7 separate regions of the Mus musculus genome follow, and all the other regions are linked to region 1. The links are chromatin contacts, called in public promoter capture Hi-C maps. All regions are on one chromosome and are shown on one strand. Each heading gives the region's core, a stretch centred on a gene start, on an enhancer-like site or on the middle of the called end of the contact. The rest is flanking DNA. Distances are from core to core; before and after follow the strand shown. Region 1 holds the start of Eif2ak4 (eukaryotic translation initiation factor 2 alpha kinase 4). Region 2 holds the start of Knl1 (kinetochore scaffold 1). Region 3 holds the start of Vps18 (VPS18 CORVET/HOPS core subunit). Region 4 overlaps Gchfr (GTP cyclohydrolase I feedback regulator). Region 5 has its middle 12 kb from the start of Gm39914. Region 6 holds the start of Dll4 (delta like canonical Notch ligand 4). Region 7 holds the start of Zfyve19 (zinc finger, FYVE domain containing 19).

Evidence for each region. Promoter capture Hi-C pulls out the DNA fragments that hold promoters and counts their contacts. Capture Hi-C pulls out chosen DNA fragments and counts their contacts.
Region 2: a promoter capture Hi-C map of pre-B cells shows a contact between it and region 1, with 4 times the contacts expected there. The contact joins the promoter of Knl1 here to the promoter of Eif2ak4 in region 1. A contact is called at or near these places in 4 of 39 promoter capture datasets (erythroid cells, hippocampal neurons, liver and 1 more), 1 of 484 Hi-C or Micro-C datasets (CD4 T cells) and 1 of 115 datasets of contacts at active chromatin or transcription factors (pro-B cells).
Region 3: a contact with region 1 is called in a promoter capture Hi-C map of erythroid cells, with 12 times the contacts expected there. The contact joins the promoter of Vps18 here to the promoter of Eif2ak4 in region 1. A contact is called at or near these places in 2 of 39 promoter capture datasets (erythroid cells and pre-B cells).
Region 4: a promoter capture Hi-C map of 3T3-L1-derived adipocytes shows a contact between it and region 1, with 4 times the contacts expected there. The contact joins the enhancer-like site here to the promoter of Eif2ak4 in region 1. A contact is called at or near these places in 6 of 39 promoter capture datasets (the 3T3-L1 cell line, 3T3-L1-derived adipocytes, the SN4741 cell line and 2 more).
Region 5: a contact with region 1 is called in a promoter capture Hi-C map of pre-B cells, with 2.9 times the contacts expected there. The contact joins the enhancer-like site here to the promoter of Eif2ak4 in region 1. A contact is called at or near these places in 2 of 39 promoter capture datasets (the C10 cell line and pre-B cells), 1 of 484 Hi-C or Micro-C datasets (embryonic stem cells), 1 of 115 datasets of contacts at active chromatin or transcription factors (large pre-B cells) and 1 of 9 other capture datasets (adipose tissue).
Region 6: a contact with region 1 is called in a promoter capture Hi-C map of pre-B cells, with 2.4 times the contacts expected there. The contact joins the promoter of Dll4 here to the promoter of Eif2ak4 in region 1. A contact is called at or near these places in 1 of 39 promoter capture datasets (pre-B cells) and 1 of 115 datasets of contacts at active chromatin or transcription factors (microglia).
Region 7: a contact with region 1 is called in a promoter capture Hi-C map of liver. The contact joins the promoter of Zfyve19 here to the promoter of Eif2ak4 in region 1. A contact is called at or near these places in 2 of 39 promoter capture datasets (hippocampal neurons and pre-B cells), 3 of 484 Hi-C or Micro-C datasets (CD8 T cells, muscle stem cells and uterus), 1 of 115 datasets of contacts at active chromatin or transcription factors (memory CD8 T cells) and 2 of 9 other capture datasets (adipose tissue and liver).

What each region holds. Positions count from the first base shown.
Region 1 is chr2:118,386,968-118,390,009 of GRCm38.p6, reverse strand. Eif2ak4 (eukaryotic translation initiation factor 2 alpha kinase 4) reads right to left here and starts at 1,393. Exons shown (of 39, transcript NM_013719.3): 1 at 1,158-1,393. The coding sequence starts at 1,301.
Region 2 is chr2:119,045,382-119,048,676 of GRCm38.p6, reverse strand. Knl1 (kinetochore scaffold 1) reads right to left here and starts at 1,558. Exons shown (of 24, transcript NM_029617.3): 1 at 1,454-1,558. n-TSgct7 (a tRNA gene) reads left to right here and starts at 1,846; the gene lies at 1,846-1,927.
Region 3 is chr2:119,287,446-119,290,471 of GRCm38.p6, reverse strand. It overlaps Vps18 (VPS18 CORVET/HOPS core subunit), which reads right to left and starts at 1,730. Exons shown (of 5, transcript NM_172269.3): 1 at 1,342-1,730; 2 at 178-319. The coding sequence starts at 1,432.
Region 4 is chr2:119,170,473-119,173,762 of GRCm38.p6, reverse strand. It overlaps Gchfr (GTP cyclohydrolase I feedback regulator), which reads right to left. Exons shown (of 3, transcript NM_177157.4): 3 at 1,374-1,821. The coding sequence ends at 1,698. Dnajc17 (DnaJ heat shock protein family (Hsp40) member C17) reads left to right here. Exons shown (of 11, transcript NM_139139.2): 11 at 1,078-1,263. The coding sequence ends at 1,197. Among named protein-coding and RNA genes, the nearest start is that of Gm14137, 2.4 kb to the left of the region's middle. Within about 2 kb of position 2,007, at least 20 of the 459 cell types and tissues checked have an H3K27ac peak or open chromatin away from gene starts, as enhancers often do. A contact at or near this core is called in 3T3-L1-derived adipocytes, where this site is marked.
Region 5 is chr2:118,975,098-118,978,138 of GRCm38.p6, reverse strand. No RefSeq gene overlaps it. Among named protein-coding and RNA genes, the nearest start is that of Gm39914, 12 kb to the left of the region's middle. Within about 2 kb of position 1,653, at least 150 of the 459 cell types and tissues checked have an H3K27ac peak or open chromatin away from gene starts, as enhancers often do. A contact at or near this core is called in pre-B cells, where this site is marked.
Region 6 is chr2:119,324,294-119,327,655 of GRCm38.p6, reverse strand. Dll4 (delta like canonical Notch ligand 4) reads right to left here and starts at 1,872. Exons shown (of 11, transcript NM_019454.3): 1 at 1,450-1,872; 2 at 1,069-1,341; 3 at 536-593. The coding sequence starts at 1,515. It overlaps Gm14207 (predicted gene 14207), which reads left to right and starts at 1,459. Exons shown (of 4, transcript NR_030683.1): 1 at 1,459-1,675; 2 at 2,327-2,488; 3 at 2,680-2,811.
Region 7 is chr2:119,207,457-119,210,665 of GRCm38.p6, reverse strand. It overlaps Zfyve19 (zinc finger, FYVE domain containing 19), which reads right to left and starts at 1,946. Exons shown (of 11, transcript NM_028054.3): 1 at 1,483-1,946; 2 at 63-184. The coding sequence starts at 1,536. Dnajc17 (DnaJ heat shock protein family (Hsp40) member C17) reads left to right here and starts at 1,871. Exons shown (of 11, transcript NM_139139.2): 1 at 1,871-1,978. The coding sequence starts at 1,901.

The DNA.
Region 1 (3,042 bases), core at 144-2,643:
GCTAACTGGGATCAGCTGTAAATTCTTAGGATTATCAGTATCATTACCTAAAAGTGGCTGATGGTTTTCCTTCCATTTTCCTGCACCTTGGGAACATAAAACTAAAAAAACTAAAAAAAAAAAAAAAAAAAAAAAAAGCCAGCTGGGTCTCCCTGAGTCCCCTGCACATTCTGTAACACTATTCTGGTGGCCTAGGCCCTACTTCCTGGTTCCCTGGAAACAGAGAAGTTGCCAGATGACCTGTAGGTTATCTTACTATTTACAAGAAGCATGTATAACTGTATGTAAAGTTACAAATAAGGCCTAAAAAAGTAAGCTTCCCGCCGGCAGCAGGGGTTTTGTGCATGTTTTACCCATGACTGTGTTCCTAGCGTCTAAATCATTAAATTAAAAAGTATATTGGTTTAGTGGGAGAATCTTGGCCCTGACAGCTTAAGTAAAGCCTTTTCCTAAAGAAATACTAGATATAGAGAAAAGACAGACATTGTGAGTTAAAGAAGTAAGGCAGATGGAGGAAAGAAGTACTTTCAAACTTCAGGAACATTTTAGTTCGGCAGATACACTATTCAAGGATAGGGAGAGACTGTCACTGCCCTCAGCTTAACTTCCACACAAAAAAGGAAAGTGATGTTTTAAATAGAACTCGGTAAACACTGCATTACAGCGACAATAAACATGTTCTATACCTATTCCTCAAAAGTCTCGGAGGAAGGTACAAAAAGTTCTTCCACACAGGAAACGGGATTTACACAGTGTGACCTGGGAGTTTGTTTGCTGAGAGCACAAGACCTGGACCCACGCCCCCTAAGCATCCCCAGCACAAAGTAGCAATGAGTGACTATGAATGTGCAGTCACAACCCACCTCGAGGCCTGGGGCGAGTCAGTGTGGGGAAGAATGGTTGGAAGGACGAAGGGTGGTTAGGGGACGTCAGTGGGAATAAGAAGCACAGCAGAGAGAGGAGCCCGACCGGGGAAAAAAGAGAATTCAGGCCAGGTGCTGCCTTCTCAAGACCAGTGGCGGCGCAGAGGCAGAAAGTGAGGGTAGTGGAACTGCAATATGAAAAGCCTTTAGGATCTAAGTGGTCGCCCCAGACTGGAGGCGTCTGGCTGGGTTCCTAGACTGGAGAACACCGGGCCAGACCAACCACGTTCCTACCCGTCCGCGCGCATCCGGCCGCAGATCCTGGAAGTCCGAGCCGTAAATGGCCTCCAGGGCCTGCAGCTCGTGGTCCTGTCGCTGCGAATAGCTCTCCTGTGGCTCAGCCCGGCCGCGTCCAGAGGCCCCGCGGCCCCCAGCCATGGCGGCCGGGGCAGGCGCAGCGGCCTAGGCGAGGTAGCGGTGATTCTGGGGTGGGTAGGGGAGCTCCAGCCCGCGCCGTGACCGAACTGAGGGCGGGGCCTCGAGTCGGAGTCGGGTCTGGGGGAGGGGCCTCGAGCTGATGACAGGTCTAGGGGGTGTGGCTCTGCTCTGGGGAGGCGCTTTAAAGACAGGATCTCCAGCGGGAGACGAACCTGGGGGCGGAGTCTCGAGCTGAAGACCGACCTAGGGGCGTGACTCTGAGCAGGTGAGAGGGCCTTGGGCGGAGCCTAGGCCAGGAGGCGGGTCTGAAGGCGGGGTTCTCCGCGGCTGACTCGTTTGGCCCACTCCGGAGAAGGCCAGTGGGCGGGGTTTTGCTCCAACTTCTCATGGCCCAAGACTTCTAATAAAACAAGAGTAGGGGAAAGCTTTGCCTTCTTCCTGAGGGGAGAAATTGAGTCAGGAATTGCCAACACACTTTGGAGAGCCAGTCTCTTAGGTCAAAGTGACAACACATATTAGTTTTCACAAAACAAGTATGTAGCAGAAACAGGCGCTGGAACTCCTTCACCCTGCCTGGCTAGAGAGAGGAAAATTTTAGAGCGCAGTCATGAGTTAAATCGTTTATCTTACCTGACCTTCCCAGAATGAGACTACTGGGAGGAAAAAACCGTAAACCCTGTTTCCCACATTCGTTACCCTTGAATCATTAATTAAATGTCTCATGCATGCTCTCTGGACTCTCTGAAATTCTCTCCTTGCATTTTCAAATCCCACAAAGAGAATTATCCGACCAGTTCATTTAATGTAAATTTGAGCATTCACATTCATGTAAAATGTTGCACCCTACTTTACATACTTAAGGGATGTATTTGTGTCCATATGAGTCAGGGTCTCCCTCTGCAGCATGGTCTGGCCTTGAATTCATAGTAATCTTCCTACTTTATCCTCTCAGCGCTAGGATCATGAGACTGTGCCACCATCCCTATTTGACCATATTTTTTTTTCACGCATATAAGTAACCTATCTATTCAGACATTGCTATTGCTTTGTTGTCTACCTGCTGTAGCTTAATTCAGAAAAAAAATGCACTATCATGCCTCGAGTTAGGTTAGGTGACATGTCTCTGTCAATCTTGTTTGCATCTATCTTGTTCACTTAGTAATGTTGACTTAGGCATCTCACCTTCAGACCACTCTGATCAGACAAGGTAACACAAAGGCCTTTTAGAAACCACCTCCTCCCTCCTTCAGCTGGAGACCTGTTCTGTTTCCAGGGACCCCTGCCTGGATACATGGCAGAACTCAACAAACAGTGAAGATATTTGTTGAGTGCTGCCTTTTTTTTTTTTTTTTCAGCTCTCACATTCAAACTGTCATCATGTCCTCAGTTTCCCCCTAAGCTGCAGCCCATTTTTACCACCTCTTCACTGGCTCTCTATTCGGCCGTCTTCATCCTTGCCCCATGTTAAGCAGCTCTTCCTATTGTAGCCAAAGTAAAGTTCCTAAATCACGAATATGGCCACACTAATCTCTAAAATCCTTCCAGTTTCCAACTGCTCTTCTTCTACTACAAAAGAAAAACTCAATACGGATTTTTTTCAACATAAAAGCAGAGGAAACATTATAATAACCCCAGGTATTTGTCATCCAGGTCCACAATGTCAGATGTCGTCACCAGTATTGTTTCATTTTCTCCATCCTTAGGAATGCTTTAAATATCAAATATTGTGGACTTTGTTTAT
Region 2 (3,295 bases), core at 309-2,808, 660 kb before region 1:
GAAATTAAGATGAAACAAATTAAAACTCAAGTTTTTGGTAATCATACTACATTTCTTTGATAACCATATTTTAAGTGCGCCAAAAATGACTGCTAATAGATACCATGTTGGACAGTGCAGATATAGAATATTATTATCACAGAAAATTCTATTGGAAACGCTTGTTCGATCCAGTATCTAGAATCAGTACCTTCTCGTATTCTCAGCATCAAACACATCATTTATATCACCATCCCAAACATTTTACTCCATTTACATCTATCAACTTGTAAAGGTTTCCAGCCATTCACATAGTCAAGAAGTACACTGCTTGAACCTAACCTTTAATGACCAAATACCTTACGATATATTTCCTTCCATATTTATAAATCATCTCTCCAACAATCTGACCAATGAAATGCCATCCCCATGAAGTCTACTTTAGCACAAGACAATGAACCTATGAGACATACAAGGGACTCAACGGAACCAATTTAACTGAAATGAAAACTAACGGTCAACCTTGGTGTCTAGAATAAACTGCTGCTTTGGGTTTTAGCCACATGCTTTATCTCTGTTAACTTCTGTCTTAGTCACAGTTTTATTGCTGTGAAGAGACACCATGGCCACAACTCTTATAGCAGGAAGCAGTTAATTGGGGGTCTTGCTTACAGTTTCAGAGACTTATATAGCAGTCATCATGGGGAACCTGCGAGCAAACACAATGCTGAAGGAGTAGCCAAGAACGTCCACAAACAGCAGGCAGAGTTTTGGAAACCTCAAAGCTCATCCCTCATTAACACATCTCCTCCAACAAGGCCACCCCTCCTCCTAATCCTTTCAAACAGTGCCACTCTCAGTTGACTCGGCATTCAAATATATGAGCATAAATCAAACTACAACGTCTAGTACATTTTAAAAATTGCAGTAGGCAATATTTTTCTTCCCAAAGGGAATCCAAAGTCTTTTGGATGGGAAAGGAAATTTATGTAATCTAACACACCGATTTGTCTTTACTAATGTTGGACCTGCAGAAACCCGAAACTCTATTATTGTGCTCGGACGGAGCCTACAATTTAAAGTTCACTCGTCGCCTTCAGACCACGGAAGCAGGGAACGTCGGTCAGAAACACATACCACAAGGAGTTGGCGAGAGACGGTGGGACCGGATCCCGGAGCCCTGACCAAAGATGATGGGCGGGGCGAACCCGGAGGCCCACGGCGCACCGCGCAGACGACACGACCCCGGGAATGGAGCGGCTTTGGGAAAGGAGAAGCGAAACGCGGCGCTCCAGGAGAAGGAGAGCGGGCCGTTGGCGCTCGCGCGGTCCGGTCGGCTGCAGGGCCTTTCCGAGATCGCCCCGACGACCGAGCGACCTCAGCAACCCGCGCCCGCCCTTCAGCACTCAAACAGAACCCGAGCCCTCTCAGGAGCCCAGAACGGAAAGGAGCATTCTGACCCGCCACCGACCACCTGCTTGACTTGTCTGGGGTCCTCGCGCTCCTTGGAGTCGGACGTCACCTCTCAACGTCCCTGAAGTATTCAAATCTAACCGCCCTAGTGATGCGCATGCTCAGTGCTGCGCGCCGCGCAGACCCCACCCCTTCGGCTCCAGACCGGCCCCGCCCCTAAGACATAAACTTCTCTGTCCTCCTCTGCTCTGACTTAAGTTCCCTCGGGTTTTTCTTCTTTTCTACAGAATTTTCTTCGTCTCTGTTATTCTGAGAACGGCCATCTTCTTTCGAGTGTTTGCAGAGTAAACAATCGCACTGTTGGCTTCCGTACAAAATGGCGACTTCCATGGTATTGCGTCACAGCGCTCTGTGTCTACTCCCTATAGCTACCAGGAAGAAACTAGCTTCTGGGACGAGGTGGCCGAGTGGTTAAGGCGATGGACTGCTAATCCATTGTGCTCTGCACGCATGGGTTCGAATCCCATCCTCGTCGAAAGTGTCTTTTGCTAATTAGTGTAATGTGAATTTATAATCCACAGGATGGAAGTGATTAAATATTGCTTCGGGTTTTAATTCCGATCAGGTTCTATCTAACACAATTAGTCTCAGCATCGAGGTGTTTTAGTTGGTGATATTGTAATTTGAAGGAATTTGATATTTGAAATCAGCTGAAGGAATTGAGATATTTGAAAGGCTGCTTTTGGAATGTTATGACTCACAGATGAAGAAAAAGCAGATAAAGAGACTTTTTTCTAGGAATTTAATTTCTTACAAAGTAAAATAACAGGACATGTTCAGTGGTGGTCTGGAACATGAAATGTCCTAGCTCTGAGATGAATGCTTTCAGTCTTTAATGAGCTCTTACTCCGAGGGCTTTGTTTTGTTTTTGTTATTTTGAGACACAGTTTTACTGTGTAGCAGTCTAGCCTCCAGGTTAAAAATCATCCTGTCTCGCCTTCCCAAATGCTAGGATTACAAAGCTATACCCCCATAATCGCTATTTTGGGGGTTTAATACCTGTCCTGATCGTGAAGTACCATATTGCATTACAAATGCCACCTCTTCCAGCCCTTAAGCAAGCTATGGGATTTGTTTTCAATGTATACATTAAAAAGGTGCCCATGGGGGTGGGGGTAGGGGTGGGGGTGGGGGTGGGGGTGGGGGGGTAACCCAAGTGAACCCTTTGCAGGGCAGTGGTGGCGCAGACCTTTAATCCCAGCAGTTGGGAGGCAGAGGCAGGCGGATTTCTGAGTTCGAAGCCAGCCTGGTCTACAGAGTGAGTTCCAGCATGAGTTCCAGGACAGTCTGGGCTACACAGAAACACTGTCTCAATCCCCCCACCCCCACCCCAAAACAAAACTCCCAAAAACAAAACAAACAAACAAACAAAAATGCCCATGACATTTGAAATCTTGCTATGATCCAGAAACTACTGAAGAAGAGGAACACGACTACCTTTTCAAAAGACAAAAAGCTGAATCTTCTGGATTTAACCAAAGGATTAGGAATAGAAAAAAGAACAGAGATTTTCCTCCTGTAACATCATCAGACAAATTCATTCAACTCACACTTAAAAACCCTTAATGTTTTTTACATAACTAAAAGCAACATACATTTTACATGGATTATGTGTCTCCGACTCTGCAGAACCCTGTGATCATGATAGATGTCTTCATATTCTATTATTGTTGTTTTACACTGAAAGATTAATTTGTCCAAGGCTATACAGCTTCTAAGTTGCAGACAGGACAGTGTAACCCACATCTATTGACTCCATGATGTTTAACCCTCATCCTGTATGGTACCAGATCATGAAGAGTTCTTAATGATCCCCTGGAGTGGTGATTTTACATTCCTCTCA
Region 3 (3,026 bases), core at 481-2,980, 900 kb before region 1:
AATGATTAGCTGACTCGTTCAACAGCATGGGTGGAATCTGAACATAGTTCTCTCTGATCTTCAGCCACCACACTGGTTCTCTTTGGGAAGGAATAGTGCATCTCCTGAAAAGCTATTGTGTCATTTGCTAAGTATGGAAAAAGACCCTAGTCAGCTAAAAGTCTCCAAAGATACTACCGGAGCAGTGTATCCTTGCCCAGGCTCATGCAGAGCTGATTGCAGGAGACCACGAGGCTAGTGATCCGCTCCGAGGGGGTGAAGTCAACCCGCTGCTTGGTGAAGATGGGCACCTCCTTCTCCAGGTGGGCACTTACATACCCTATAGGTGGGGAAGACAAGAGAAAAAGGCGTCCAGAGGGGGGTGAGGCACCCAGAAACCCAGAGAAACCCCAGTGTTAGCTGATACTTCTGCTTCCCAAGTATATTCCTACCCACAGGGTCTTGGTTCATAAAGAGTTCAACATGAAATAGTTTTCTGGTTGTCTTTATTGGAAGGGTCCTGGGCTCTTCCCACACTTGTGACAGTAGTAAGGGATTGGTTCTCTGTGCCTGAGATGAGGTTGTATCATGATATGCACGTTCCCAGTGGTAACGGGGGTGGGGGGAGACAGTACAGGGAGGATGGTTTTGGCATTCTCCCTTATGGTCTTTGGCCAAGAGAAACTAAAGTCCCTTCCTTGCTGTCCACACAGTATGGTTCAGTGAGTCTCCATTGTATGTAGAGAGTTCTGGGAACCCAGTCCTATCAGTCCAGTTCATAGGCTACAGTTGCTTTCTCGATAGTCCGCTGCAATATCATCATAGTGTGGGTAACCCTGCGCTGCTCTCCTACACTCTAAACTGCAGCCAGCTTTACCCCGGGACAATCATCTCCATTGTTCCTGTTCAGTAACAAAATTCCCTTTTGGATCGACCCTCCTTCACTTATAACATTCACGTTCCACCAAGTTCAGTGCTCATTCTGCCTCCTCTGCTACCTCAAGATGAAGTCTGGTGGGAACGAACACATACACAGACTCCAAAAGCTTTAAAAAAAATCCATAGAACAAGACACAGAAGCCTGGAACCTATATTCAGTTCTCCCAACTGCAGCCTATAGACAAAAGTAACAAGTACTTCCTTATCTGAGCCCAAGTTCCCTCTTTTGAAGGACCTTTGAGTTAAGGCCTAGATCACGAGGCTGTTCCTGTGGCTCTTTCAAACTTCGACCAATGACAAGCTGGGCAAGACAAGAAAGGCCTGGGGCTTAGATCCTAAACACACGCTGCAAGCTCTAGAGCTTCTCTCCCCCGTAAATGCTACCATAACAGAAAGGGGCAGAGGCGGCCTCTTCTAACTTACCAGAATGGGGGATGCCCACGCTAGGGCAACCAGTCTGCAAGACGGCCGAGCGGGACAATGAGTCCTCGTACTCATCCAGGATGGACGCCATGGCAATCAAGTTCTGGATCTCTGATCTGGGGGCTGGGGGTCACAACTGGGACCCCGGTCGTCCTGGATTTGCAAGTTGTGCTTCCCCAGCGTCTGACAGATCCTGAGAACCTTTTAAAAATTCTGGGGCCCTTTTCGCTTTCTCTGTGAAGGACGAGACGATCGAGGAGCCCCAACTAGTCCATGGCGCAGCTTTGCACCCCAGCTCCAGTCCCAAGAGATTATAGGCTCCCCTTAGCAGATCCCAGGTAATCACAACCTCGCCCAGGCAGCTCAGCTGACTCCCGCCCCCGTGACGCGTGCTTATGACGTGCTTCCGGGTTTTTCAGCCGCGAGTGTTAACTGGAGTCCTGGGCACCTGAGCCTCCACAAGGAGGCGTTGTCGGAGACTCGGCGCGGCGGGGGAGGAGCGCTTGCGGGCCACCCTGCTGCTGCAGTTCCTCATGTTGGCGCTAGGAGGCAGCCCGGGATTTCCCAGCGGCGTCCAGTAACAGGCTTGCGCGGATCCTAGGCTTCCGCAGCTCAGACTTCACTCCCTCAGACTGTCACTGAAAGGCCGGCGGTGCTCCTCCATCTGTCACACTACCTCCTGTTCCTCAATCGAATTGCTGCCTCAGTCCACCTTCACAGGCACAGGCAGAACAGTCTGAGTGTCCCTTCTTTCACCCCAGGGCCCCCTAGCTTCCAGAGGAAGTAGCTGAATGGGTCACAAGTGTGGCTCAGTGGTGCATAAGCACCTTGCCCAGCGGGTATAAGACCTGGATTTTTTTTTTTTTTCCTTACACCGCAAAAAGAAAACCATACAAAATTTAATCTCCAGCAGTGGGAAGGCTGAGGCAGGAGGATTACTAAGGACTGGGCTACAGACCCCCAGAAAACAAAACAGAAAGAAATTGACAACGCAATGGCCAGGTTAAGTAAGCTGCCTCATAGTAGCTCCTTAGTGTAGGGGGAGAGGCAAGGGTCACCGGGAAAACTGAAGCAGGCTACTTCCAGGCACTCTATACGTTGAGTGATGTTGACTGTCCTTGTCTAGCATGTGGGAAGCCTTAGGATCAAGCCCTAGTATCAGAAAAAGAAAAGGGGGTTATATATAGTCTTCAGGAAAGTCACGAGCGAAACCCTATAAGCCGTGTAATGGGGTGGAGAGGAAGCGGGGCTGGCCTTGGGCAGACTGTGGAAGCTATCGTGTGATCCACTGGAGGCTATAACTGGGGATAAGATCTGATGTTGGTACTGGGAAGCAGGTGTTTGAAAAGGACATGAGACCTGAGGCAGAAGACAGGCCTTATGTATCCATCCGGGAGAGAGAGAGCTGGGAAGTGGGAGACCATCTCAGAGGAAGGCACCAGAGACCTAGTGACAGGTTAGGTATGGCAGGCAGATGAAGGAGAGTGTGGGGACAGCTGGAGACCTGGCTGGTGGGAACAGAGGAGGAGCCAAATGAGAGGGGGTGGAGGTCACATGACTGAGCTCAGGGCACTGCTAGGGAACTTACTGGGGAACCCCAGCTTTACCTGTAACCTGCTCCAGGGCAGTCACCAATAACTAACTAGTGAATGTTTATTAGACATTTGCATAAACGAACTCTCTCA
Region 4 (3,290 bases), core at 758-3,257, 780 kb before region 1:
AGTGGTTGGAGGGAGGGTGGCTGGTAGGGGGTATTTCTAGAGGGGAGGTATAAGGGGAGGGGGCCAGGCTGTATATCACTTCCTCTTTATCTGCACACCTTTACTACAAACAAGTGCACCAGGGACTGGCAGCCTAATCTCAGCCGCTCCCATCTTATTCCCTGGGTCATTGACTTCCAAGCCTGTGGGAGGGCAGCAGTGTGGGGTGTCCCCCCCCCCCCCGCAGTATACCATGCTTGCCTCCATGCAACTCTGATGGGTTTCCCACCGCTCTAATCAGCTACAGGATCACAGCCGATTAGAGAGGTGGGAAACCCATCCGAGTCGCATCTGATATCACAGCTCAGCTGTGCTGAGGGAGGAACTGCTCTGACTCAGAGTGCTTGCTGCCCTTGACAGAGTGGGCTTGGCAGTGCAGTGCTCTGTCCTAAGGCTGCTTCACTTCTCACAGCCTTGCTCATTGTAGTCTTCCTCAGTCCCCTGCACAGCTGGCAAGATCATAAAAGAAAGCCAGGGGCCCTGCGCTGTGTCTTTATGAGGCAAGCTGGGCTCATGCTTGCTCTTCTCCTCTTCTAGATTTATGGTCCTTTGAAGCCGCGTGTGGGTCAGGGCCCCCTTCTGTATTCTCAGCAGAAGCCAGACCACGAGGGCCAGTCTGTGTCCAGCAGAACCTGGGGATCCCAGCGCCACAAACAGCCTCTGTTGGAAACCTGCCAGGCAGAAGCCATGGGCGGAGGGAAAAGAGATAAAGGGCGGAGAGGAAATGAAGGGGGAGGGCCAGGCCAGCACAGGGAGAGTGATTGACAAGGAAGGACTCTACTAGAGCAGGATATGGGAAGCTGTGTGTCCTGGGTAAAGGGAGTTTGTGGGGAGCTGATGGAGAAGCAGCCTGGGGCGCACAGGCCTGTTTTCTCTGAAGGTTCCTGGAGGAGCTGGAATCCAAGATGTCTGGGTCCTTCCCTTCCTCTGCCCTTCCCTCTTTGGCTTTTAGATTAGGCTCTGTCTTGGCCCCATACTGAGTCTATAATCTGTGGAGCTGTACCCTCATGTCCTAACTCCTGTCTCTTCTGTCCCCAGGGCTCAGTGCTGTCAGAAAGGGACTTTGAGAGTCTCGTCATGATGCGCATGCGCCAGGCAGCTGAGCGCCAGCAGCTGATTGCCCAGATGCAGCAGGAAGATGAGGGGCGGCCCACGTAGCCCCGGCTCCAGCCTTCCCACCCCACACCCTTTCTGAATCATCACCAATAAACTTTTTTAAAAACAGTCTACTTTTCTTCCTCTTGGGCTGGGCTCTATCTGCAAGGGCTTCTTCCATGGATGGGGATAGGCCAGTAGAGAATGGTGCATCTCAAGAGTCACTGCACAACAGAACTGAGGAACAACCACTTGTGAGAGCCCTTTATTGGCTTGGATTAGCTGTGTAGGATCCAGGGACTGTCCTCGTCCTCGGGTTGGCTTGCCTTCAGCATGTGGCCTACAGCAAGAGCCAGGGTCAGGCCTAGCTGGGGGAAGCTGAAAGCACCAGGGCAGGAGCCTGCTGTGCCCAACCAGCTGGAGCGAGGTCCCTTAGGCTGTTCACAGCCCACCAGTATTGGGCAAGGGAGTTGACAATTTGGAAAGAGATAGGCAGGGCAAACAGTGATGCAAGGATGTGGGCAGGGCACATGGCGGTCTCTGAACAGGTCAGCTCAAGCAGCTCATTCCTTGTGCAGACACCACACCAGCGTCTGGCCCACCCCTGTCATGCTCAGCACTCGGAAGCCCTTGCATTCCAGCTTGTCCAGGACTATGCGAGGAGGGTCGTTGACGTAGTATTCGTAACTGTAAAGAGACAGGAAAGTGTCATGAGGTCATATGGTGCAAGCACCCATACAAAGCTAAGTGTCTACTCCGTGCCAGGCCTGTTTGCTGGCCACTTGCCTGGTGACAGGCGAAGTGCACAGCCCCTGTTCTGTTCCTTGCTACACACTTGTTTTCTCTCAACAGTGTGATGAAAACACCATTACTCTTCCTGACGACACATGTGAAAACAGGCTGGTTAGCTCTGCCTGCCTTGAGTAGCAGGCCCCAGGGGAGCCATGCAGCTGCTGAGTGATGTTAGTCTTTCCTCTGAGTAGTCTGCCCTCTGTGGCTCCTCTCTGGTTGTCCTGCAATCCTGGAGCTGCAGATACGGATAGTGCCTGGATCCATCTGCCATTTGTTGTCACAGAAAAAGTTTGATTTGCCTGGATTTGTAAAGAGCATGAAGCAGATAAGGGGCCCAAACCCCCAGCTTGTCATCTTGAAGCAAATCTCTAATGGCAAGAGATGCGAGTGGCTCCTCTGTGCTTTGACCAAAGGGTTGGGATCTGTTTGTCTCCTCTCTTCACCCCCCCCCCTTTTTTTTCCGAGACAGGGTTTCTCTGTGTAGCCCTGGCTGTCCTGGAACTCACTCTGTAGATCAGGCTGGCCTTGAACTCAGAAGTCCACCTGCCTCTGCCTCCCAAGTGCTGAAATTAAAGACGTGTGCCACCACTGTCCGGCTCTCTCTTCCCTTCTTGCACTTAGGTCTCTGACAGCTCTTCTCAGGATCCGTGAACCCACTCGGCGCTTCTCCCGCAATAGTAGGGAGGGTGTGGTGGTTTGAACAAGAATCACCCTACAGGCTCCTATGTTTGAATGCTTGATCCCTAGTTGGTGAAACTGCTTTGGGAAGGGTTAAAAGGTGTGGCCTTGTTGGAGGTGTGTCACTGGGGGTGGGCTTTTTTTAACTTTGAAAAGGCCATGCCAGGCCCAGTGTCTACCTTCTGTGCCTTCTGTGTGTAGATTAGATGTAAGTCCTCAGCTCCTGACCCAGTGTTATGCTGCCTGCCTGCTGCCATGCTCCCTGTCATTTTGGTTATGGGCTTACTCAATGTAGCCCCCATTAAGTGCTTTCTTTTTTAAGTTGTTTGATGGCTCCAGTGAAAATAGCTCTATAGGCTCATATATGTGAATGCTTATAGTTATTAGGGAATGGAACTATCTGAGAAGAATTAGAATAGTAGTTCACAACCTGTAGGTCATGATCCCTGGGGGGGTATCAAATGACCCTTTCACTGGGGTCTCAGATACACTGCATATCAGATACTTACATTATGATTCATAACCGCAGTAAAATTACAATTATGAAGTAGCAACAATAATTTTATGGTTGGGGGTCACCACAACATGAGGGACTGTGTTAAAGGGTCTCAGCATAGGAAGGTTGAGAACTGGATTAGACTGGGAGGTGTGACCTTGGAGGAAATGAGTCACTGGATGTGGGCTTT
Region 5 (3,041 bases), core at 404-2,903, 590 kb before region 1:
CAGAGGAACAGAATTGACATCACTATCTCTTTCTGGAAACACTGTTGACAGGGTGTGAAAAAACGACAGTAAGTGATAAAGGCAGGCTCTAATTAAGCCCTCAGTTGAGCTAGGCTCCAGCCTTGATGCAAAGGATGGAACTTAGCTGGGTCGGGAGAAAGGACAATGGTCTTCCTTAAGCCACTCAGCAGGTATTCAGTGTTCACTAGCAGCCTAAGGAAACAGACAGTCTGGACTTGAGGCAGGTTGGCCCTGACACCTTTACCAATTCTTGTCCTGGAAGTAGCTCTGTAGACCAGGCTGACCTCCAACTCAGATCTGTACCCCCAGCCCTACTAGGATTAGAGGAGTGTGCCACCACTGCCCAGCTTCCTTTACCAATTCTTGGTGTGAAAAACCTAGCAGAATCTCTGGACAGACCAACAGGAAGAATAAGGTAGGAATCATCCTTCCTGGCAATAAAGGTTGTGTGGCCCATCCTAGGAGGACACAGGACCTCCCAAAGTAGAAGAGCTCGAGAAACAGAGCTCAAATCCCTTGGGGAGAAGAATAAGAAATCCGACTTTGTCCTGGGGGACCTGTTGGGCAGGAAGAGGATCCTTCCAAGCCTAGAGATTCCAGGGAGGGTTCTGAGAGCACTAGTCTGCTACACAAACTTCATCAGGCCCCATCTAGAAACCGTGCTCTGAACTGAGATGGTGAATCTAGATCTTAGGGAAGGTTGGGCCTGAGTCAGGCACAGCGAGGACAGCGTTTAGGACACCTAAAGGACAGGAATTAATGAGAGGGCCATATAACAGACAGCCAGAAATAGCCTAGAACGGGAAGACTGGGAACCAAATGGGAGCAGAAATGTGAGTTGAATACTTGGGTCACAGCTGATGGAGTTGTGTTAGCCTAAATTGCCAGGGGTCAGTATTGAGGCTGATGGAGGGTCTGGGGAAGAGTGGGACACGGGAGGAAGACAATGGCGACAGGAAGAGGAGGAGAAGGGAGAGGAGAAGAAGCAGCTAGAATCAGGAAGCTGGGTGGTGTATGCCTGTAATCCCTGAGTTCCGGTGGAAGCTTTAGGATCCAGAGTTTGAGACTCTATCTCAAAATAAACAGAGGATCAGATCAATTATAGGTATGAAAATGTCAGCTCTGTGTAGATAAATACAAAGCATTTGGGCGATGTCACAGTTTGTCATGTTTGTCCTCAAAACATAAGTTCGGGGAGCAGGCGAGGTTGTTAGCGCAGTGGTCAAAAATTCCTCTATCGCTGCACCACATACCAGAGCGAGCCTGCTTTCCTACCCTCCTGTGCCAAGACTGGCGGCCTCCAAAGAGCCACCCGAAAATTCGATCTAAAACGCTGTTCTAATGAGGCTGATCTCAGGCTCGCGCATGGCTGGCGCAGTGCAGACCGGGGGGGCTGCACAGCCGCGGCCTGCACTGTATCAGCACCGGGTTCACCCAGCGCTCCGTCTCCGCCTCGCCGGCGGCGGTGCTGGCACCGGCATCGGCTGCCCCAAGTTCACGCTTGCGCGACCCGCACGTTCCCTCGGTCCCAGCCCCAGGGAGCCGCACGGCAGCAGGACTAAGACCTTGATCCTGACCCGGCCGGGGATGCGTGGCCGGGCGCTCCGCGGCTCGCGAGGGCTGGGAACTGCAGCAAGTGCCGGAGTCACGAGCAGGGGGCGCTCAAGGGATGCCCCGAGTCAATACCGGGTGGGGCGGAAAGAGAAGGTCCTGTCACTCGCTGAACCATGGGCCCACTAGGGTAGCTCCCTAGAGGCTCGGTGTGGGCGAGAAGCCACCGGAGGGAGTGATGAGGTCCCCGAGGGGCGGAACAGCTACTCGCTGCTCGCTGGGCGCCTTCCACCGGCGTGAAGCTAAGTGGAGAGCGGCAGAGAATAATTTGCGTCCAAACGAGGGAGATTTTCCGGTCTGTAGGGAGGAAGAATTGGAACACATTATAACCGCACCCCCACCACACAAACGCCCACCAGAAGATGCAAAACCCCGTTGTCGTTATACAAACACGTGTGCCGGGGAGCCCACTATAACCACATCCCCACCACACAAGAGCCAAGACCCTTTTGTCGTTACACAAACACTTGTGCAGGGGCCAAGCAGATTCCTTTGCCAGAACACGTAGACACGAAGCGCCACCTAAAAAATCTGTCACTCATTAAACACAAAACCCGAATCTAGGACTGTGCCAGACACATTCAGGATAAGGCAGTCATGGGTGTTGTTTGCAACCTGACTTTCCTGACTGTACCCTTCAAGGCAGGGCTTGGTAACTCTCCCACTCCTCCCTAGAAATCCACTTACACAGCGCTTTCGTAGAGCACGTGGATTTTATTGAAGGCTTCTAGAGGAAAGCAAAGAAAGGACATGTACGCATAGGGCAGGGGGCACAGCCCTTCATTCGTCCAGAAAGTTCTTTCTTTTTGCCTGTTTGGCTGTTTCTTACGGCCCCTTTATTTGAGCAGCGTCTGAATCATGCCTACTTGAACCGCACCCCCACGCCCTTCCAAGAGACTTTGCCACATCTTCACCCGTTTGTGCAGAGAGGAGGGGGGGGGCTTGCATCTCCTAAATTGCTCACTGGCACGCACACTTGCTTACTCCAGGCAACCTGCTCAGCATTCCCTGCAGTTAGTCAACAACACCCCACCTCCACCGTCTTTCTCTTTCTTTCTGTAGGAGGAGATGGCTAGGCATCCTCGAGTGCATGCGCAGGCCAGAAGCCAATGCAGGTGTCTTCCTTTATCGCTCTCCATCTTGATTTTTTTTTCAATTTGCAATTCTTTGCAAACAATTTTATTTGTTTGCGTTTCCACGTGTCTGTACAGATTCACACCTGTAGGAGCCAGAGGACAACTTGTGGGAGTCATTCTCTCCTGACATGTAGGTCCTGTGCATCAAACTTGAGTTCTCAGGCTGGTGGCAATAACCTATGCCCATTGAGACATCTCATCAGCCTTGCCTTATTTTCTGAGATGGGGGGTCTCTTCCTGAACCTGGATCTTACCATTTTAACTAGACTGGTT
Region 6 (3,362 bases), core at 623-3,122, 940 kb before region 1:
GCAGATACGGAGGGGAAAGAGGAAAAGAGGTCAAAATGGAAAAAAAGAAAAAATTTAAAGGGGGAAGTTTTCTGGTTCGAGAACTGGGAGCAAGGGGTTCTGTTCTAGACGTAGGTAATGGTTTTTCTTTTTCCTTTTCAAAGTGAGAATTGTTGTGCTGGTGAAATATCCTTTTCCTCTGTGTCAGAACAACATCCCAAAGCCATTATTCCCTTTCCAAAGGAGCGGAATTCGCAAAAGGTGTAAAATACAGGAAGAGGCCCGTCAGCGGCGCTGGCAGCCTCGGCCTTTCTCACCGCCGTGCTCCCCGCGTTCCCACGCCAAAAATAACCCGCAGGAAACGCAATTGTGCTCTGAGTCCAGGCAGCGAGCGGAATCCGAGCGTCCAGCGCGGGGCGCAGCTCCGGCCAAGCTAAGCGTCCTGGCCCCCACCCCCCAAGCCTGCGTCCCCAACCCCCACCCCCGCCTATAACTGGTTAACTCTTTCGGCGCTGTGTGATGTCGCCCCCCTGTGGCCGAGAAGTTAGATACTCACCTGGCCGCAGGTCGTCTCCCGGTGTGTGCCAAGCTTGGATGTTGAGTGAGAAGGTTCCCTGGGAAGCAAAAGGGGGGGTGGGGGACATTAGAGATAGCGATATCAGCAGGGAGGGAAAGGAGGGGGTGCCTCGCAGCAGCCTGTTTAATTAATCTAATTGCAGGATATAGTTACGGAGCTCGGCTCAACATAACTGGTGTTCGCGCAGCGCTGCGCGCGAGCTGAGAAGGCAGGGGAGGGATGAGGGATGCGGGAGTGTAAGTGAGAGCCGGGGGGTGGGCGGGCGGCGCCGCGTTGGGGGTTTGGTAATGAAATTCGTATCCCAAGAATTGGGGAGAAGGAAAGGGAAGAAACTGGGAGGAAAGACTAACCAAAGCCTCTCCGGGATGATCCTATGAGAGAACAGGGGGGCGGGGGCAGAAGAGAAAGAGCCCTTGGGGCTCTCCAGAGAGCGCTTTGGAAAGGAGCTCTGGTGTCCCGGCGCTCCCTTCTTTCCCTTCGGTTATCTCCCGGTGCATTTAAGTTGTGCTTACCGGCCAGGTGAAATTGAAGGGCAACTGCAGAGGGTTGCGACCACTGCCGCTATTCTTGTCCCTGACGACGAAGGAGTTGGTGCCCAATACCGGCGTGGAGACATTGCCAAAGGTGCAGGGTCCCTCGGAGAAGGTTGCCTGGAAGTGCTTAAGGCAGATGCGGAAGAAAGTCCGGCAGCCCGGTTCGCAGGACTGCCCATTGGCCAGCATACCGCGCTGGTTGACGAACTCCTGCAGCCGCAGCTGGAAGATGCCGGAGCCCGCAGCGCGCTGCTGCACAGGGACCGAGAGAAGGAGGGAGGAGAGCGGTCAGGCTCAGCCGGGGCCGGGGCGCAAGCCCGGAGCGCTGCGGGAGGGGGCGGAGAGGACGTGAGACATTACCTGCGGCCACAGTACCGCCAGCAGCAGTAGCGCCCAGCGACAGGCGCTCCGGGACGCAGGCGTCATCCCTTGGGGTGTCCTCTCCACTCCGGGACTCCGAATCTGCTTGTTAGGGATGTCGCTCTCCCGCAAGTCCCGTCTGCCAGCCGAGTTCCTGAAAAGCTGATTCCCCTCGGGACGCTGCTCCCTTGTCGCCTTCTCAAAAACTCCGCTGCTCGATGCCTCGGTAGGTAATCCAGGTGAGGGCGACTGGGCGGTGGCTGCTCTAAGTACGTGTCCTGGAGCAAATCCTAGGGTCTCGAGCGGGCTAGTGAGGGAGTACACTGCACCCAAGTGACTTTGGCTGCAGCTCTTGGCCTCGGGTTCCTAGCCTGCGAGCAGCGCCGCTACTGAAACCTGCTTGCTCCAGAGCCTTTCTTATATATATTGGCTGCTCTTCGCAGCCTGTCAGTCAGACAGACTCACGGTCACTCTCCCCTCCCCTCCAGGCCTCTAGTGGCTACAGTCCCAGCACCCACCGGAGGGGGCCTCCGCCCCCGCCGCTCCCCCTGTCAGCCAGCCAGTAGGGCGCAGGTCCCCGCCCCTCTTCCAACTTCTGGGCTTCCAGCTCTGCGCGTGCCCGGCGAGCAGTCCTTAGAGATCGTCTGCTTAAAGGCTGAGACCCTCGCCACCAGAGGATAGGAGGGTAGCCCAGTGATGCGGCGGGAGGTGAGGTGGTTCCCGAATGGTCCAGGGGGTGGAAACTCTAAGGGGTCCCCGTAGGCGGTGCACCTGATCCAGGCATTAGATACCTACAGTCCTCTAGCAGGTGGGGAAAGCTTAAACTAGGAAAGCAAAAAGCAGGACCAGGGGATTTGGATCTCCCTTTCCTTTCCAGACTTTAGGTAGCTCCTGCCTCGCTGGCCTCCAGCCTATGTGTGCCCACCCTCCACGCGTCCCCAGCACCGCAGGGAAGCCATCCGACGCCTTAACCTTTCCCTGGCTATTCCAAGCAAGGCAAAGGGCCAAGCGTCTAGGACTCTGGTCTTCTCTGCACCTGGTAGGCGTGTCACCTCAAGCAGCAGGGCGTGCCCAGCGCGTGCCTTCTCTCTTTGTCCCCCACCCCCACTCCCTCCTGGCTCGTGCTAGAGCCAGGACTAGAGGTTCGAAAGAGAGGTGGGGGGCGTGGTTCTCGAAGTGGGGGGGGGGTCCTCAGCTGTATGGTAATGAGGTTCTAGTCTTTTCCCTCAGTGCCTATCTCACCTGGGTCGCGCTTGGTCTCCATATCCTCATCCTGGCCCCCACCCGCGTCCCCTAGCTCCGCTGGAGTAGGGAGGAAACTTTCTTAATTCCAGAATTTCCTTGGGCCACTTGAGAGGCAAGGTGAGAGAGCTTGAGGCTGATCAGGTCTAGATCTCTCTGCATAGGGCAGGATGTAGGGTGGAACTGGAGGCGCATAGAGTTGTTTGAGTTTCGGGTGGTTTCACCCATGTCACACGCGCGCCTCTCCCGGGTGGCCTCCGAGCGCAAACCCTGCAGCTGCTTTCCCAGAACCCGTCGTGCTCCCCCGAGGCTGCAGACCGGGGAGGGCTGGCTTCTCCCAGTTTTGGGGGGTGCTAGATTTCTCTCTCTCTCTCTCTCTCTCTCTCTCTCTCTCTCTCTCTCTCTCTCTCTCTCTCTCTCTCTCTCTCTCTCTCTCTCTCTCTCTCTCTCTCTCTCTCCTACAGTGAGAGCGGTGGGGGCCCTGTGGCTTCAGCTGTCAGCCCTCCCGCGTGGTGATTGCTGGCTATGGTCGGACGATAAGATCAGTGCGGGCGGGGGTTGAGGGGAGCAGGGACGCGGCTCCAGCCCCAGGGAGGCCGTGGTAGGGGGAAGTGGAACCCAACAGCTGCCAATGACGAACATGGTCTGATATTTTGACTTGGGTGGTGGTG
Region 7 (3,209 bases), core at 697-3,196, 820 kb before region 1:
AAGGCCTGACCAGATGCTTATTGTCATGTCTGTCTGAACCCTTGTCAGAGCCCATCTCTCACCTGGTCAGGATTGTGTGGCACTGCTTGCAGACTTTCTGTTGTGTGTTGCCAGCCCGGGGTACCAGAGCGCTGAAGCTAAGACAGCCGTTACAGAAGGCTCGGCCACAATTCTTACAGCCATACTATAAGAAACAGGAAGCAGGAGGAAGCATGTCTCACCCAGCCCCGATGGCTCTTCTCTGAGACCCTCTAAGCACTCACAGAAAGAAGGAAGTGAAGTTGTGACCAGATTTTGAAGGAAGGAGGAAGAGTGGTATCCCTAGGGTTCTGGCCGAGATGGGTTCAGCAATTCCTTGTTTCCGGAGTCTTATTCAAATTAGATAAAACTTCAGGCAAAATTCACATGCTTTCTACCATTTTCAATTTCTTACCATGGGGGTGTAGTGCAAAGACAAACAAGGCCCAGTGTGTCAGGTCCCTGGCTTGTCAACAAAAAGAATCAGAGTTGGGTGCAGATCCCGTGCTTTCTCTGTTCTGGTAGAGATGGTGGGAGGTTCGCCTCAGGATAGGGTTGTAACAATAGCTTCAATTATTAAGTACTTAGTGTGTGCCAGGCACTAAGCCTGCACCTTAAAATTCATCATTTGTTATAACCATCATCACTTACATACGTCATCATATTTGATCCTGATGCCCACCAGTATTATCTCTATTTTAACAGGGGCCAGTGAAATTACATGACCGTTCAATTAGATCATTCTTTGAATAAGACAGGGCAGCTGAAATTTGAACTCTGACACCAAAATTGATATGTAAGTGCTCCAATCCTATACACCATGAATTCGTCCCATTTACTTCCCTTGCAGCTCACAAGGGGAATGTGGTTGAGAAGAAGGCTTTTTCATTGTGCCCTGGGGAGAAAAGGGCAAGCTGTGGACGGGGCAGGTTTCAGAACAGAGAGCAACCGGCATGCATGGGATGACTTTAAAGACAGAGATGGAGAGAAGGGGAGTGGATAGAATGTAGGTGGAGATTTAAAAAAAAAGTGTAGCTTTTGGAAACTTTACAATTTCTAGGGTCTTTTCAGCTACAGCACCTCACCGAAGCTACTTTACATTTTCTTAATTTACATTATTTCTTTGTGAGTGTATGCGTGCAGACATATGCATATCATGGCATGTGTGTGGAGATCAGAGAATAACTTTCAGGAGTTCTCTCCTTCCACCATGTGGGTCCTGGGGTTCGAACTAAGGTCATCGGGATTTGCAGGAAGTGCTTTTACCTCACTGAACCTCATCAGACCATCATCTTAACCCGGAAACGGGTGGGCATCCGACCCACTTTACAGAGAGGTTAACCGGGTTACTTCATCAAAACCACACAACTGAAAAGAAGCCGTCAAACGGTCTTTAGCCTGCAACTCCCTTCCCTTCGCCCCGCGTCCTCCCTTGGCCCTTCGGCTTTCTGGGAGTACACTCGCCTCCTTCTTGAAGAGGGTGAACTTGACAGCACAGCCGTAGCACCTGCTCTCCATAGCAGTTCTCGGCGCTGCAGAATTGGTAGGTTAGCCTCTCACCAGCGCAGGGTAGGCCTCTCAGACCCTCAGGTTGTGCAGCCCAGTCCCACACGCCCATCGGCGCTGTCCAGGGGCGGCCCAGCGCGGAGAATTCTGACTTTGCACTCACCAAGGCGGGGCGGCAGCGGAGTGGGGCATGCTGGGAGTCGTAGTTCATTCTCCGCAGCGCGCTCCTCCACAGCCAGTCAGACGAGAATCGGAAGGCATCATCCCAGGAGGCTTAGCGCGCTTTTGGGCCGGCTCGGAGCGAGTAAGCCCCGCGCCCACGCACACGCTCAGACTCCTGGGAGTTGTAGTATCAATTCAAGTTTGGACTAGAACCATGGCGGTGACCAAAGAGCTCTTACAAATGGATCTGTACGCGCTGCTCGGCATTGAGGAGAAGGCGGCAGACAAAGAGGTGAGAACTTGATAGGCAAAGCAGTTCTTCGGTCCTCGCGTCAGGGCGCGCGCCTGGCTCCGGCTTTCTATGCTCCGCCCTATCCTGGACCCGGAGCGAGGGACGGCCAATGACTAAAAAGGGGGCCTCCGGGCACTTCCTGAAAGGCTTGAGGACTGGGTTAGGGAGGGAGGCATTGAGAACTCTGAACTGTGTGACCGTGCTGTCCCTTCTGCCACACTGTTTGGAGGCCGGTTGAACCTGAGAGCCCAGGCCTGCTTTTTTGCGCCTGCGCAGCATCAGTTTGTACGCTGAACGTTTTACCTGTCTGTCTGGAGGTGTTTGGTTTTAGTCTGTTTTAACTTCAGGGGGATCCTAGGAAGAAAAGTCTCTAGGCTCTAACTCCTCCCCTCAGCCCCTCTTCTTTTTCTGGATTTGACGTTGAGGCCTAGAACCTAGAGGCCTCAGTTTTCTTTTCCTCTTTTTAAGTATCAGATGTTCCAATGTTGTCAGTGCGTGCTGCTTAGCGGGTTAAACAAGAGGATCAGAAGGTTAAAGCAGGTGGTGTGGGGGTCCACTTATCTCAAGTGCTGTACTTAAGGTTTCTGTTATTTACTCTTAGATTGTGGTGGCAATAGTGACAGTACACGCAGGGGAGTTCATTGGATAAAAAGTAATGCCCACCGGGCTGGGCATAGTGATCCAAGCCTGTAATGCACTTGGGCGCTGGAGGGAGGAGAATCAGGAATTTAAGGTCAACTTCAGTTTCTTGTGGAGTTTAAGGTCAGCTGTCTTAACGTGTTTAAGGTGGGGGGGGGGAAGAGATCCTTTTTATTTATTTATTTTTTCGAGACAGGGTTTCTCTGTATAGCCCTGGCAGTCCTGGAACTCACTTTATAGACCAGGCTGGCCTCGAACTCAGAAATCCGCCTGCCTCTGCCTCCCCAGTACTGGGATTAAAGGCATGCACCACCACCGCCCAGCAAGAGATCTTATCAATGCTCTTATACTTCTGGACTGCTTGTCCAATGCTTGAGTGTCAGAAAGAGTGCTCTGGGGCAGAAAATCAGGGTGATTGGATTCTTCAGTAAAGTTGTGGTCATCCTGCTCAGAAAGCTTCCTGAAGATTTGGCTGAAGTCAAAAATGGATGTAGAAATAAATACTCGTAAAGCACAGGCTTTCTCTTTGCAGCCCTGGCTGTCCTGGAACTCACTCTGTAGACCAGGCTGACCTGGAACTCAGAAATCCACC